2 separate regions of the Drosophila melanogaster genome follow, and region 2 is linked to region 1. Evidence: chromatin contacts called from public HiChIP or PLAC-seq data. All regions are on one chromosome and are shown on one strand. Each heading gives the region's core, a stretch centred on a gene start, on an enhancer-like site or on the middle of the called end of the contact. The rest is flanking DNA. Distances are from core to core; before and after follow the strand shown. Region 1 has its middle 36 kb from the start of lncRNA:CR46077. Region 2 holds the start of CG34436.

Evidence for each region. HiChIP or PLAC-seq counts read pairs in DNA pulled down with a chosen protein or histone mark.
Region 2: an H3K27ac HiChIP or PLAC-seq map of the Kc167 cell line shows a contact between it and region 1, with 6 times the contacts expected there. The contact joins the promoter of CG34436 here to the enhancer-like site in region 1. A contact is called at or near these places in 7 of 107 Hi-C or Micro-C datasets (the Clone 8 cell line, the Kc167 cell line, the S2 cell line and 4 more) and 1 of 6 datasets of contacts at active chromatin or transcription factors (the Kc167 cell line).

What each region holds. Positions count from the first base shown.
Region 1 is chr3R:28,100,684-28,103,480 of dm6, forward strand. No RefSeq gene overlaps it. Among named protein-coding and RNA genes, the nearest start is that of lncRNA:CR46077, 36 kb to the right of the region's middle. Within about 2 kb of position 1,373, at least 11 of the 39 cell types and tissues checked have an H3K27ac peak or open chromatin away from gene starts, as enhancers often do. A contact at or near this core is called in the Kc167 cell line, where this site is marked.
Region 2 is chr3R:28,281,213-28,284,009 of dm6, forward strand. It overlaps CG34436, which reads left to right and starts at 1,368. Exons shown (of 3, transcript NM_001104484.2): 1 at 1,368-1,557; 2 at 1,618-1,663; 3 at 1,720-2,336. The coding sequence starts at 1,374. The coding sequence ends at 2,302. It overlaps CG34437, which reads left to right and starts at 2,507. Exons shown (of 3, transcript NM_001104485.1): 1 at 2,507-2,718; 2 at 2,789-2,797. The coding sequence starts at 2,538.

The DNA of each region.
Region 1 (2,797 bases), core at 123-2,622:
TTGTCACAAAATAATTTTTACGACTTTGCGACTTCATTGCTAGTGACCAAGCGCTCCACACTCCCCCTGAAAGACCCACCCCCCCATTTTTCCGCCGGATAATTGTTGTCTTTGGCCAAAGACGACGACGATGACTGCGAAAAACGTGGCATCATTCGATTGCCGCTCAAAGTGTCGCATACTTTTCTTCACCACGGGCGGTGTCCTCAAGGTTGGCGTGTCGTCCCCACTTAAACCCTTAACGTCATTTCCCTCGGCATTAGGTGGCAACTGTAGATCATGATCATTATACCCCCTGCACAGCACACAGGGCACACTCGCACTCAGAAGTTGTTTGTGACCGGCTTATGCCTGATTGCATTTACTCTGATGGCACGAAGAAGCTCAGCCTTGTCGCCGTCTCAATAACAACTGCAAATGGAATGGGCCAACTTTGCCCCAGTCGAGTCAAATCAAGCGGACACGATTGGCGGCTGCCCCGACTTCTTTTCATGGAGGCTGCTGCCTTGGAGCTGGAACTGCGGTTGCCAAGCAGCCAGAGCTGCAAATGAAATTAAACGCATTGCTACCACCGCAGCTGTCGATGTCTTATCCGCGGCCGCGATACACAGGCCAACATAGATACGCAAGTACTGTGAAATCAAAAGATATAAAAAAGCATATAAATAATAGGAATAATAACTTCTCAAAGCATCAAGGACATACATCAAGGTAGCCACCAGCATTTCTAAGGAATTTCAAGGACATGCAATATCTTCGCATTTTCTATAAGCTCTCACGCAATAGAGATGATGGGCGACATTCTGATTTCTGCAGCATACATTGCGAGTGATCACTGTATCAACATACACTGACAATGTCGAATTTAAATGACGTGCGAAACAAGAATTTAATTTTCTACTTGCGCTAGCAACATGAAAGCCTCCCGGAACTTGCAACCCAAAACCCAACCCCTGTGCCCACAATGCCCCGCCAATGTCAGGCTGTTCCGCTCGCTATTCAATTTTTATTTGCTTCCCGTTCTAGTAGTTGGTTTCGGTTCCCTGCTTTTTTTCGTTTTTTTCGTTTTTCCGGCCTGAGTCGGCTGCTAAAACTCGTCCTCGTCGATGTCGTCGGTTACTAACTCACATCGCTAGACGTTTGGCAAAATGACAAATTTGCAGCGCATGTTGTCTCTCACAAGGGGCGGCGATGGCATGAGCAATGCCACGGCACCGGCCAGGGGGAAAGGGGCCGGGCAGCAAGGATCCGGGGCGTAGGCCGTGGAGGGTAAGGACATCAGGACATCAGCCAATGGCGCGGCAGTGGGTTTTAGTTTCAGTTACCCTCCCCCCGTTCGACGTTTGTGTGCCAAAATGCGTTGCCTACTTTCGGGCCTGGCATAATGAAATTCCAACTTTTGACTTATTGACGACGACAGCGAGAACGAAAACGGAACGAGGACGCCGCCTGCTCCGCTTGTTGTGGTTACCGCTGCCGGCGTCACAGCGACGCTTGCGCCATGTCCTAACCATCCCCAGCTACTATGGCAACATTCTTGCCAATCATGTCAAATCATAGACCAGTCTCACACCGACCGTAAGTGTGTGAAATCTCTAACATCTACACCTGCGGATATCTTAAACGCCCGCATAACGTTTAAGGCTAAATTCTAAAATAACTTCTGTGGTAGTAGCTTTCACAAATGTCACGCTCATCAAGCTGCGCGCAGTTTTAATTACAAGCGCATTGGCGAGCAAACGACAAAAGCTTATTAGTTAGCATGATGCTATCATTTGCACAAAAGGCAACTGGAGACCCAGTCGAGATGAAAATTCCATCGATACTTGTCAGATCCAACTGAACCGGGAACAAAAGTGGCTGCGAGGCAGCTGGGCGCTCGCCTTTCAAACGAAACTCAAAACTGAGTCTCCATGATCCAGTTGCATGTTAATTAAGTACATTTTTCCGGTGCGGACCGAGCGGGGGGGTGAAGGCCAACAACAAAGGGTTGACACAACAACAACGGGAACAAGCCGGGAGCCGAAGCAGAACCAAGCTGATAATTAAGGCCTGAAGAAGTCCCTTTTGTCTACGGCATATTAGTTGCATTTACAAATAACTTTAAATTGGCCAGGGCCAAAAAGCGAACTATGGCCATGTTCAACTCAGAATCAGATTCAGATTCGTTTCGTTTCCTTTCCGTTTTTAGCTTAGTCGGTCTAAGCGGCTCAGCACTGCAGTTATAATAACTGGCTGTGCAACTAATTTGGTTGCGATTCCCCAATGTCCTGCCGGCCAGGACTCGACTTTTAATGAATGTGCGAGAGCCAGAGCGAGGCAAAAGAGTGAGTGAGTGAGTGAATGCGAGAGTATTGTGCATAAATTCGTGTTTCTCGTATCTGCAGGCGCAGGAAATTGCGCAATTTTCTAGATGTTTTCACCCAGAAATTTTTCCGAATTTTCCTTTTTGCATCTTCTTTTTGGGCTCTTTTGTCTTGCAGTCCACGGGCTGCAGGACTTACGCCTCAGTGCGTTGTACCTCCGCCTCGCTCGGCATTCAATGAAAATTAATTTTAATTGACTTTCGCTAAAGCGAGTTGGCGCTGTGGCTGGTGCGGGGGCGTAGGCAGCTGGCTCTGGGCCATGTCAATATTTACATGCCACGCATAAATTATCTACACATTTAGGCACACGCATTAGCCACCACAATGGCCAATTTCCGAGGCGAGCTGCCGACTGACCCTCTACCCGGCCAGGAGTATATACGATATAGTAGTTGGCCAGCTTATTAACAGGCCAACACGCACGCACATTC
Region 2 (2,797 bases), core at 118-2,617, 180 kb after region 1:
CGGCACAGAAAATTAGCCCAAAACGCATATGCCATAAATCCTGAACCCGGACTGAGAGCCAGACAACCGCTCAAACTATGAAACGAAACTTTATTGACCCACAAATAACGTGCAGATAATTACAAAAACAAAGGCAACTGCCCCCAGGAAAACAAATGTGTCCGTTGTGGGGGATGGAAAAAATAGAGAAAATGTACAGCAAAATACAGTACAATAGAACTCGACTTGGAAATATCCAATAAATATAAGTATAGGTATTAAGATAAGTATTAGTATAAGTAGATAAGTAAGTACTATTTAGATTTTGAATATAATAAACACGTTTTTAAGTGTGCTTTTAAGTTTGCATGTACTAATGATCCTGAAACCCCGAGTGACTTGAACATATAGCCAGTCAGACCAACGCACCCTTGATTTCCGAGGGTATAGGGTGTGGAAAAAAAGCAAAATACCATGGCAAAGTGGAAAAACTACTTACAAGTATGTTAACATGCGCAATTGTTGCCGTTGTCCAGCTCCAGACCTCCGGGCAAACTCGAGCCAAGATGGAGGAGCAGCAGCAGAAGCAACAATGCCACGGAAATCTTTTCTTTTCCGGCCACAGTTTTCCCGCACCACCAGTGCGCCACTGTGGGTTTTTCCCAAAGATGCTCAAGTTTATTTGTTGTGGTCATGGCAGAAAGTAATCCAAAAGATAAAATACAATAAAATAAAGGGCCAAGGCGGTGAGTTATGTCCGAACTTGTTGTTGGCCTGCATTGAGCAGTGGGCAGGTCGGATAGACAATACAATACCTTAAAGCAACCCATACCCCCATGTGTTGTCGTCCGTCGAGCCAGTGTGCATAATTTATATGGCGAGCTTCACATGTTTTTGGCTAAATTATTTCCCTGACTCCAAAGCACGTGCTGCTCCACGGTCTCCACCGGACCCACCGGACCCACCGGCCTTCGGGTCAACCGTTTGGGCCATAAATTTAGACGCCTGCCCTGCGACACGCTCTATGACATTATTGAACTTGAAAGGGATGCGGCTGGGCAGCAAAACAATAAGCGGAAAGCGGAAGACTAGGTGCAGTATCAGAGGCCAAGACACACAAAAGCCACTGAATTGACCTTGTAAACTCCGGTTAACTGAAAAATTGTGTGCATGTGTGCTATTTGTGCTACTACAGCTTACCATTGAACCAAAGATACTTAAGAAACGAAATTTTATTACTTAGAATATTTATTTCGTATATTAATGGCTATAATTATGGGAATTTCTTGGGAAATTTCGCTCGAAAATATTATCAAATAAGTCAGTCGCATGGCCTGTGGTACTGAACAAATCTCACAAGTATTTCAGTTGCTTGGCAGCCGTCAGTCGGAATAATGAATTTCGCATCTTGTCTTGCTGTGTTATCATGGATGCTGGCTAATCAGGGATCGGCACAGCTTCTTGACCAGAACTGTGCCGAAGTTTCACGTCTTTCTAATGATATAATATTTAGTAGACCGTGGATGGCACTGGTCTTATTGCCCAATAAAACCTGCAGTGGCGCCCTGATTCACAAATGTTTGTATATAAATGTAGATGAAATTTAATATTTTATTACAATTTAGAATACCATTTTAGACTTTGTGATAACATCAGCAAGCTGTGTTTTCAATCAAGAGAGAGCGTAAGTTCATTTTAATTTTATACTTTTATCATACATAAGCTCTTTCCCTTCAACAGCATCGTCCGCTTGGGGCAGTTGAGCATTAAACAAGAGCATATTGTTAGTTATAGCAGTGATGATTACCATGTGCAAAGTGCCTACATTCATAGGTTCTATGAGAAAAGCAATTTCGAGCATGACATAGCTTTGCTGGAACTTCAGAACGATGTGCTCTACAAGGCCCACATACGTCCAATTTGCCTTTGGTTAGACAAATCTGATATCGACACACAAATGTTTAAAAGATATGAAACATTCCGCTGGGGCATAGATGAGAAGTACATATTGCCTGCGGCCAAGACAAGCAAAATAAAACACATCAGCCAAGTCAAGTGCGAAAATGCCTTCAAATTGTATCCGCAGAATTCGCATATCTGTGCTGGCTATAAGAACAAAAGCAAGTGCGTGGAAACAGGAAGTCCCTTGTTTAAAAAGATACGCTATTACACAAAAATTCGTTACACTCTATTCGGAATTCAGAGTTATGGCGAATCGAGGACGTGTTTATATACCGATGTGACGAAATACATTGACTGGATTATGGGAGTCATTCAAAATGTTAATGTGATAGTGTCGAATGGGGAAAATAGCTACGCTTAAGATTCTTTAATAAACTGATTCAAAATGCAATGACATACATAACGTTTTAGTGGCACATTTATGGTAGCGTGTTTTAGAATTTACATAAATCGAAAGCGAAGGCAATCTGCATTTCGAGAACAATACAACATTACTGATAAGCTTTGACTTTCCGTCTCTATGTTTGTACATTAGATTGTACATACATTGTACACTGAGATTGCTTCAGTGCTTACGAATCAGTTCGTTTGTTAAGATGACTGCGGGATCATTGTGTTTTCTGTTCACTTTGGTGCTAGCACATCAAGGATCGGCCTATTTCTTAGACTTCGAATGCGTTAACCACAAGCCGCATCAGGATGTTTTTAAAGAAACACCTTGGATGGCATTTATTGCATCTCCCACAAAAAACTGTAGCGGAACGCTTATCAATAAACGTTTGTACACTGCGTGAATTTTCAAAAAAAAAACAAAAAAAAAACATATTAAGGGTGTCCTTTGTTTCAGAATATGTCA